Linked DNA regions of Sus scrofa: region 1 is linked to region 2. The links are chromatin contacts, called in public Hi-C maps. All regions are on one chromosome and are shown on one strand. The core of a region is the stretch at or near the end of the contact, and the rest is flanking DNA. Distances in the headings are between cores, read along the strand shown.

Region 1 (4,789 bases), core at 2,188-4,687, 55 kb after region 2:
CGGTTCTGAGCAGAGGAGGGACAGGGGCAGACAGGCTGAAGCTGGTGGGGGAGGTGACATTTTCGGTGACGACAAGTGCCGTCCTTGTCAGAGTCAGATTCTATCAGCATCCACTGGGCCCGTTTCTAAAGCCCTCTCCCCCAAGGCCTGGGCATGTGGAGGGCCTGGCAAGGCCACATTTAGGTGCATTTGGGTTTTGGGGGGGCGTGGAGGGGAACGGAGGAAGATAGGGAATCATTTTCTCCGCGAAGCCGCACCAGCCACCACCCTAAGAACAATGATGCCCTAAGAAATCTCGGGGACCAGCCACTGCCCCCCCTTTCCATGATGGGAAACTTAGGCCCAGAGACAGGGCATGAGGAGCATTTTTAAAATAGCAACTCTGGAGTTTCCGTCATGGCTTAGCGGGAATGAGCCTGACTAGGGTCCACGGGGACGAGGTTCAATCCCTGACCTCGCTCAGTGGGTTGGGGATCTGATGTTGCCATGCGCTGTGGGGTAGGTCGCAAATGTGGATCGGATCTGGCGTGGTGGTGGCTGTGGTGTAGGCCGGCCGCTACAGCTCCGAGTCGACCCCTAGCCTGGGAACCTCCATATGCTGCGGGTGCAGCCCGAGAAAGACAAAGAATTAAAAAAAAAAAAAAATCCCGCGTCATCCTCGGCTCCCCCTCTCCCTCTCTGCAGGGCAGGAACCCCTTTGGTTCAGGTGAAGAGAAACACTTGCCATCTTTTCCCAAAGAGGGGGGCGCTGGCCGGTTAGCTGCTCAGTGAGTCAGAGCTGGGCCGCCCGAAGGGCCTGCGGTATTCAGCCTTCAGAAATTCGGGGACTGGGGCTGCCGTCTAGCTTGGAGGGGGTTCGGGGTGAGGGGGTCTAGACCCGGTCGCCCAGCAGCAGTGAGTAAAGTCTTCAAGGCCCGACGGGGCAGGGCTGTTCCCCGATGGGCTGGGTCAGTGGAGGTGACCCCACTGACTGTCCCCTCCCCTCCCTGCCCCTCCCACCCAGAGCTGGACCCGGACTGGGTGTCTGGGGGGCAGGGACCCTTCGCTTCATGTTCGTCTTCCCACGAGCCCTGGCCTGCCTGACACGTGCCTGACTCTGGATGGGCTCATGCGGATCGGGACAGCAGTGTGGACAGTAACGTGGAGGAAATCCTTTGGTTGCTGACCCACTTCTGGCTTCCAGTCAGTGTGAAAGAAGGGTGAGCCGGTCTGGTGGCACTGGTGAGGCTGTGTCATGCTAAACAGTGCTGGCTCCCGTGCTCCCCCCTCCCCTGCTGACCTTTGGCTTTGTGTGGGCAGGAGAGGTGGCACTGGCTGGCCCCACCTGCCTGGCTGTTCTGAGCCTGGAACCCTTTCTTCTGGAGGGCGCTGGCTGTCCCTACCACCTCACCAATGGCCATTGCGCCCGCAGTGCAGCTCAGCTATTTTTTGGCCACGCCCACGGCATGTGGAAGTTCCCGGGCTAGGGGTGGAACCCGTGCCACAGCAGCCACCCACGCCACAGCTGTGACAACACTGGCTCCTTAACCCGCTGTGCCGCCAGGGAACTCCAAGCTGAGCTATTAAGAAGTAGACGAGTGGGACAATGAGGGTCAAGAGACAAGGCTTCCAGCCCTGGCTCGGCCGCCGACTCCCGTGGGGCCCTCTGTGCCTGGTGGAGGCTGGGCTAGCGGGCTTCCCAGCTGCGCTGCTCGGCAGCGCCCGTCAGATGAGCGCTGGGGACGCTGGCTGCCTCTGAAGACACTTTCCTCTGCTTGGGAGAAAGAGTCTAGTTGGCATGTAATTTCCACCCAAGAGCAGAGGGGGGTGGGAGAGGGGGGGTCTCCAGGCCCTGAACCAGGTCACCTGGGAGTGAGCAGAGCGGGGCAAGGGCCCTGGGAAGCTTAAGACTCCCTACCTGTGAAGCCTGGCTCCCATACCCCTATTGGGAGGCCATGCTCTTTGTGGATCTTCACACTAAGCGCCCTTAACATATTTTAAAGGATTCTACCATCCGGCCTCAACCCTTGGGGATTGAACCCATGCTACAGCAGTGGCCATGCTTGATCCTTAACCCACTGAGCCACTAGGAAACTCCTCCGCTGATTCTTAGAAGGAGGCTGGCCTGGGTGGGCCTTGGGGATGTCACCTTTAAGCCCTAGGTGCTCAAAAGGAGACCCGGGGTGGGGACAAGTTAGGTTGAGGTGGAAGAGCCCAGCATTTCATTTTGTTTAATGACGAGGATTCCCCTTAATCGCTGGGGGAGGGGTCTTGAACTGACAGGAACGGAAAAGCTCTTTGTCACACTCTGTCACATTTCCTCCTTACTTTCCATGTTTTCCTAACCTCTCCAGACAGTGACGTGGCTTGTGGGGACTCTGCTCCGGGGTGCCCCTGTGTGGATGAGGCTGGCCTCACGGCGGCCTGATGTGGTTAACGTACTTTCCAGGGACGGAACTTGGCTCCAGACGGAAGGAGCCACCTGCCTGGGAACCCCCCGAGTCCAGGCCATGGCACGGCGAGTCGCCTTTGAGAGATGACACGGAGGCTGGGAGAGGTGAGGTGACATGGCAGGAGGCCCAGCACGAAGTCAGTGACAGAGCCTGAAGCCACTGCCCTGCAGTTCCACCCCCAGTTCACCTCATCTCCCTCCTTTCGTATGAGACACTCAATATGTGTACATGGGATTGAATGAGGAGGGTGTCTCCCGAGGTGGGACCCTGCCAGGCACCGCCTGGCTGTGTGTGCGGAGGCCCCAGGGGAAGGGATGGAAGACTTGGGGAGACTGGGCCTGAGAGAGACATGGATGCCTGGGCTGATCTGTCTGTTGCCGGGGGGGGGGGGGGGGGGCCTGATCTGTCTGTTGGCAGGGAGGGGGGGAGGGGGGTACAGGCAGATCAGGGAGCCATGGCAACCACCTGCAGGTCTCTGACACAGCTCGGCGATGTCATAGTTACTTTCTGTGAGGTTCTGATGACTGGGACCGCAGGTTTAAGTTCAGGCTGAGAGCCTCCGCTTGATTAGGAAGAAAGGCTCTCTCGGGAGCAGGCATGGAAACACTCCCTCCGAAGAGTAAGAAGCCTTTCGTCATTCGAAGTAAGTTCCCAGGAGACCAAAGGGAGGGCTCTGGCAGCGGGCGGGCAAGAGGGGGTCTTGAGGTTTGGCTTTCAAGCTGCTGCCTCCGGGAATGCCCTGGGCGTGCCCCGGTGTGAGTGTGTACATGTGCTGCTTGGGACTTCGCTGTGCTTGTGCGTGTGTGCCTCACCATCCACTCAGGGGCCCACCAAGTAGTGCCTGGTGGCCTTTGAGACTGGCCACCCTGCTTCCCACAACTTGGTGCCGGCCAACTGCTAACGGCAGTTTCCCACTATGGCCAGGACCTCAGGCAGTGGCTGGACCGGGAGGAGACTCCAGTTCCCCTTGAGACCCCCCCACCCACCTCTCATTTCTAGCCTAGAACAGCCTGACTGCACTGGGAGGCTAGGGCACCCAACAGAGGGGAGGTACTGGTCACACGTGGAGGCCCTGCTCCTCTCTGGGAAGGACAGAAACAGAAGAGGAGGGAGCGGCTTGGGCAGGTTGGACCCTGAGAACCTGGTTGGAGAAGAAGCTGGAGCTGTCTGCCCTTCGAAGAGACCTGACATGCCAAGGAAATATCTGAAGGGTGAGGGATTGAAATGTGTGTAGGATGGTGACCCCACGGCTCAGAGATAGCCCCAGATGGAGAAGAGAGCCCAAAAGGGAGGTGGTAAGCTCACGATGAGTGGAGTGTATGTGAGCTGAAGGTAGGCAGCCGCTCGGCTGGCTCTAACAGGACAGGTGTTTAGACCGGGGAGCCTTAACAAGTCTGCACTCCTGGGAGTCTGTAAGCCGGAGACCCGGGAAAGTGACTTGATACTGTAGCTCTTGTCAAAAGCAACAGTATCTTTGCCCTTTAGTCACAATCGGATCCCTATTGAGAGCCCCGCAGTGCCAGCTGCTGGGGCTCAGGCTTGCCCAGGAGGTTCAAACATCCCTTAGAGGTGATACTGCTCCCGCCCCCACCCTCCCACACTTTGAAAAGCGTTGCCCCCCCCCCCCCCCCGCAGAGTGACTTGCTCATGGCCATACCACCCAGTGACAAAGCCAAGGCCGAGTCAAATCCCCTTCACTCGTTCCCAGAACTTTTATTCTTCAACAGGGTGTGTGTCCGAAGAGCAAAGGGAACGCGGGCCTGAAGTGAAGCAGTGAAGAGGGGACTCCCTGCCCGTAAAACTACCACTTCTCACGATTTCTCTTCTTTCGCCAAACTCTTTTTCCTCCTCTAGCCCACCTAGCTCGCTGTTTCTGCAGTTACGGCACAAATTGACTTTCCGGCAATTAGTGGAAAGGGCCTAGTCGAGCACGATCCGCGGGAGCAGAGTCAGGTCCTTTCGGGGCGGGGGCAGCGGGGTGAGAATGCCAAAACCCCCGAGGTCTCAGTGAGCTAGTAGCCGCCTTCCGCCTAGCATACAAGAGCGAGCTGCCGCCAGGCCCCTGCGGCGGAGTCACGGCGGAACTCGGCAGAGGTGGAGGACCGTCGACCCTCGCGGTTGGTCCCCGGAGGCGTCCCGGGGCAAGGGGGCTGCCTGGGGGCCAGGGGTCGGGGGTGGGGGCGCACAGGCCGCGGCGCAGAGGGAACAGAGGGCGGCGCAGCCGGGCTCGACCTCGCCCTCCAAACATCAGAGGCTGAGGCCGCTGGGAATGGCGGGGCCAGCTCTACTAAGTCCTTTGAGATCCCAGGTCGGTTCGAAGAAGGGGGTGCGGGGGGAGGTGGGAAAGCGAGATTATT
Region 2 (4,930 bases), core at 2,000-4,499:
CGCTCAGTTACTTCTCAAGGCCGTGTGCAAACAGCCATGATGGTGGCCGCGCCAACCTTTCAGGCCAGTTATGAGGGGTCCACGTGGGTGAGGCACTGAGGGCCTGGCACCTGGAAGACACTGGGGACATGGAGCCCTCGCATGATCACTCCCCAGCCGCACCGCTGAGAGCCTTCTCCCCGAAGCTCAAGAGAACAGCTGCCCATTTCTGTAGGTGCAGACAGGTGACCGGCCTGTCCCCAGACGATTTTTTCAGAATTACTAAAACACCCAGTGGACCAAAAACCCACCTGTAATTAAAACAGAAATGACTTGTTAGCCACCTTCTAAACTCCTGGAAAGCCTAAAGTCTGTCTGGACTTGCCTGAGTCTGGAGGGACTTCAGGAACCAGGCCCCGGGGCCCTGTGTGCCTTCGGAGGCCTGCCAGGCTTTCTAGGTCAGGCCTCATTACGGAGGACCAGGACCGAGAAGAAAGTGGCTCTTGGGCAGGCCCACCCGATCCCCCACCTCGGGGCTCCGGAGAGACACTTGCTTTGTGTTTGTGCATTTCGACACAGCAGCCCAGACACCGCTGTGACCGCTTGGAGCCCCGGGGAGGCCACCACTGCAAAACCCGTATTTGTCACCCGGATCTGCATAAGATCCAGGAAACTGGGTCCCTACCTTGAAGGCTTCTTCCGGTTCAGTGTTCTTAATGAAAAGAGAAAAGATCACTGGGTAGCATCTTCAATGGCTGGGATCCCGGCTCCATCTTTCTTTCTTCTTTTTTTTTTTTAATTTTTAAAATTTTTTTGTCTTTTTGCTATTTCTTTGGGCCGCTCCCGTGGCATATGGAGGTTCCCAGGCTCGGGGTCGAATCGGAGCTGGAGCCACCGGCCTACGCCAGAGCCACAGCAACGCGGGATCCGAGCCGCGTCTACGACCTACACCACAGCTCACGGCAATGCCGGATCATTAACCCACTGAGCAAGGGCAGGGACCGAACCCGCAACCTCATGGTTCCTAGTCGGATTCGTTAACCACTGCGCCACGACGGGAACTTCCCATCTTTCTGAATTATGTAACCTGGGGCCCCTCATCTGGAAAGGGGAGATAAAACCTAACCAGCAAAACTGCTGGGGCAATTAAAAAACTAGGTGTGAAGGGGTACACAGCAAGCACTCAGGAGCTGGGCTGCAAATCTGAGGGTGACACATGCCTGGTTCCCTCAACATACCTTCGTGAGGTTTTAGGCATTATATGGATGAGCAAACCCAGCCAAGTTCAGAGCACTTTCCCAAGGCTACATGGCCAGCAAGGTGGAGGTGGGCAGCCTCCAGGTGAGCAGGCATTAAGCCTCCAGCTTAAAAACAAGGACTCTGGAATTACACAAACCTGGGGTCAAATCCTAGCTTTGCTACCTGAGGCAAGTGACTTCCCCTCCATGTGCCTTGGTTTCCTCATCTGTTAAATGGTGGTGCAACCACCCTGTGACGCACCCAGCATAACCCATGATGGAGAAAATCTGTGTGAGACCCAACCATTTCTATTCTTCACCTTCTCAGTGTGCAAAGGATGCCGAAGGCTTTCAGAAGACAGCCTTGAAGAGAGTATCATTTTTCTAACTTTTTTGGGCTTCCACTTGCAAGTTTTCCATATCATTGGATGCAAGTCCATCGAGTGATTAGACTTTCCCCCACAAAGGCATTATAGACAAAACAAGCCTTAATCCCAAAGGGGAAAAATGCAACAAAAGTCAACCACCCTGTAACCTGATTTAATTCTCTTCATGGCACTAACACTATAGCATATAGATGGCGATGTTTGCGCTTGTTTTTCTCCCCAACCAGGATGTCGGCTCCCCCAGGACAGAGTCCGACTTTGGTTCACTGCTGCAGCATCAGGGTCTAGAACAAAGCCTAGCACTTTTGGAGAATATTGAATGGCTCTTCTGGAATAAGACTCCAGGAGGGCTGCCCACATGAGAAACATTTCTGCATCTTTTTGCAAAACTGCCTTGGGTACAGAATCCTCACTGGAAGGCAGTCGCAGGATACAGTTTTGTTTTTGCTGAGCGCATATGTTTTTCACCAGGTGAATCTGCCTTTGTATCAAGAAGCTCGGAGCACAATTCTGTGCTCAACTGCGGTGTTCTCCTCAACGCCTTTTTCTGATGTGGACATGAGATGTAAGTTAAGTGTAAGAAGATTCTGCTAGAACTCCTTGGCGACCCTATTTTTAACCACAGACTGCATTAATTCTAAGCTGCTTCGCAAACTTGAACGCGCCTGCGAATTACCCTGGGATCTAGTTAAAATGCAGACTCGGACTCAGTAGGTCAGGGGCGGGGCCGACATGCCGCCTCCCTAACAAGTTCCAGGTGATGCCGCTGCGGGGCCCTGGACCACACTCTGAGCAGCAAAGGTCTAAGAGACTTGCTTCCTTGATTTGGTAGAATTTCTCCCTCCTCCTCGGGGGCAAAATATCACGCATGGCTCAAAAACTGGGGTGGGCACCAGAAGCACCTGGAGAGCTGGTCACTTACACATCGCCGTTTCGCGTCCACCGCCCCCCCTCCCCGCCTAGACCCACACAGAGGAGGAGCGCGCCCAGGAAGCTCCCCAGGTGCTTCTGCGGCTGGTGGCCTCGAAGCGCATTTGGAGAGGCCCTGCTCGAGGGAATGAGGGCTCTCTTCAAGGTTTTTCCCAAAGGCAATCTCCCGGTGACAGATCCTAAGAGGGGACTACCCCGCTGTCTCTAGCCCAGCATCGGCTGGGGTCCCGGTCCCTCCCCATCAGCCACAAGGATCGCGACGGTGTCAGCACCCCCCCCCCCGCCCCACCGTCCCGCACCGCCCGCCTGCCAGTCGGCTGCGTCCGCCGCAGGCCCTCGGGTGGGGGCCGGGCCGCTCATGCGCACCACCGGGCCCACCCGGCGCCGGGCCCCCGCCTCGCGGGCCAACAGGGTGGGGTCCCCGCCCGCCCCCCGCCCGCCTTACCTCTCTGGACCAGAGTGGCCAAGGAGAAAGCGAGGCAGATGAGGAACGCTGAGCGCCAGGCCACCATGGCTGGGAGCGGGCGGACGGGGCCCAGGAGAGCAGAGTTAGCGCGAGAGCGCCCGAGGGGGAAATCGGGGAGGACCCGGGAAGGAGGAGGCGGAGCGGCGGGGGGAGCAGCCGGCTGCCACTGCAGGGCCCCGCCCAGAGCCGGCGCGCGCGGCGCGGCCCCGGCAGGGCGGAGGAGGGGCGCGCACCGACGCCGGCGCAGGGGCGCGCCCGCCGGGGACCAGGGGAGGTGGGGCGGGGCCTGCGGCTGCGGCGCGAGGGGCGGGGCGAGCCTGCAGTCTCGGGGGCGGGGCCTCTGCGCGATGGGCGGGGCTGGGCCCCGCACGCGGCCGGCGGCCCCTTTCACACCCGGCCCTCGAGAAGGAAGTCTCGGGGGTGGGCCCTGCGGGCTGGGAGCCGTGAGTTGACAGTGGCTCTGGTGCTGGAAGCGCCGGCGGCGAGGGTGTGCGGTGATTTCCACCCCGCGCGCCAGACTTCCCCACCCAGACCCGAGGCGGCGCACGTGCCCAGTGTGTTCTGCCAGCCGGGTGACCTTGGACAGGGCTTTTCCCCTTCTGGCCTTGGTGTGCTGCGGGTTAAGGGCTTTTCCCTAGGGGGTCCCTCCAGCTGCGACTTCGGGACCGAGCAGCCGCGCTCCTGCTCGCGTCGCCACGGCCGAGTTTGCTTGTCAGAAGCGCCGGCTGCCTCCCACTTGGCTGATCCTGCAGTGGGACCCTGTCCAGAAATTAAAGGAAAGGGCCGTTTTCGCGGCCAGGTTAGCAGACAGCGGCACGTCTGGAGGAAATGAGTCTGAGCCCTGGGCGCGGGGTGGGGGTGGGGGTGGGGGGTTGCAGCAGAGAGGGAGGAAGGGCGGGGGGCGGCCTGGAGCCGGAGCGCCTGGGGACTAGCGGGGAGGGACCGAGTCAGCTCCCCCGAGGCTTTGATGACTGCGCTGAAAGCGCGAGTTCACATCTGCAGAGTCGATCTGCGAATGTGCTCAGTGACGGCCGCACGCGCTGCAGCCCTTTGCCATGAATCCGCTCAAACCCAGTCCAACTCTGGGACCCGGCGAAATCACATTCCGACACTGCCTGCAACAGCGACGTGCCCGCTGCAGCCTTTGACGTGAACGCTCTTGAGAAGGGTGCCGGCTGCAGCAGGCTTTCGAGGACAAAGAGAAAGCGCCACTGCTCCCCGGAGTGTCGGAGCGGTGGCGTCGAGCCTGGCCCTCCCATTATTCGTGAGCCACATCCTCCTTAGAGGGGGCTTCTACCACCCCCCCCCCGCAGTGTCCCTTCTGTTGGCTTCTTGTGTCCCCCACCGGTCCCGCACTTCCAGAAACCTCCCCCATGCGGTGGCTTCGGCCACTCCCAGAGCCATGGTAGGGGGCAGAGGTCTCCCTAACGTGGAGACCTCTGTGACTTCTGTCCATCACTCTGAATCTTGGGGCTGCAAAAACAAAACTCATGAGTGAGCGGGTGCTTATTCTATGATCCTTAGCAGAGTATTCTTATGGGAGCATTGACAGATAGCTGCTAGTTATTGGACACACACGTGTACATGGTATATTCTGGGCTTTTGATACTTTTTATTCCTGCAACACCTTCATGTATCACCTCAATAATTAATGAGGGAAAAGGAGCAAAATGGAGCTTCCTCGAGATTGGAGAGTTAAACTCCAGTCCCATCTTGTCAAAGTCCCAACTCATGGGGTCAAAGGTGGCAGGGGCCCCCACCTCCCGCCCCCCCACCGCCAGCAGGTGAATAGCTAAGAACATGTGCTTCAGAGCCAGACGGGGTGGCAGTCCTACACTCCCCACTGCCCCTGATCGTGGGTGCCGGGACCGACTCCCGGCCAGGCCTGCCTGGGCCCCATATCCTCACCCTCCTGCTCCCCCCCGCCCCTC

What was found. Hi-C and Micro-C count contacts between places; a contact is called where the count stands out from the background.
Region 1: a Hi-C map of embryonic fibroblasts shows a contact between it and region 2, with 2.0 times the contacts expected there. The contact joins the promoter of HMGB3 here to the promoter of CD99L2 in region 2. A contact is called at or near these places in 1 of 5 promoter capture datasets (liver) and 4 of 47 Hi-C or Micro-C datasets (brain, embryonic fibroblasts, fetal heart ventricle and 1 more).

What each region holds. Positions count from the first base shown.
Region 1 is chrX:122,587,976-122,592,764 of Sscrofa11.1, forward strand. It overlaps HMGB3 (high mobility group protein B3), which reads left to right and starts at 3,438. Exons shown (of 5, transcript XM_021080121.1): 1 at 3,438-3,643. The coding sequence starts at 3,622.
Region 2 is chrX:122,532,740-122,537,669 of Sscrofa11.1, forward strand. CD99L2 (CD99 antigen-like protein 2) reads right to left here and starts at 3,250. Exons shown (of 10, transcript XM_003135467.4): 1 at 2,979-3,250. The coding sequence starts at 3,045.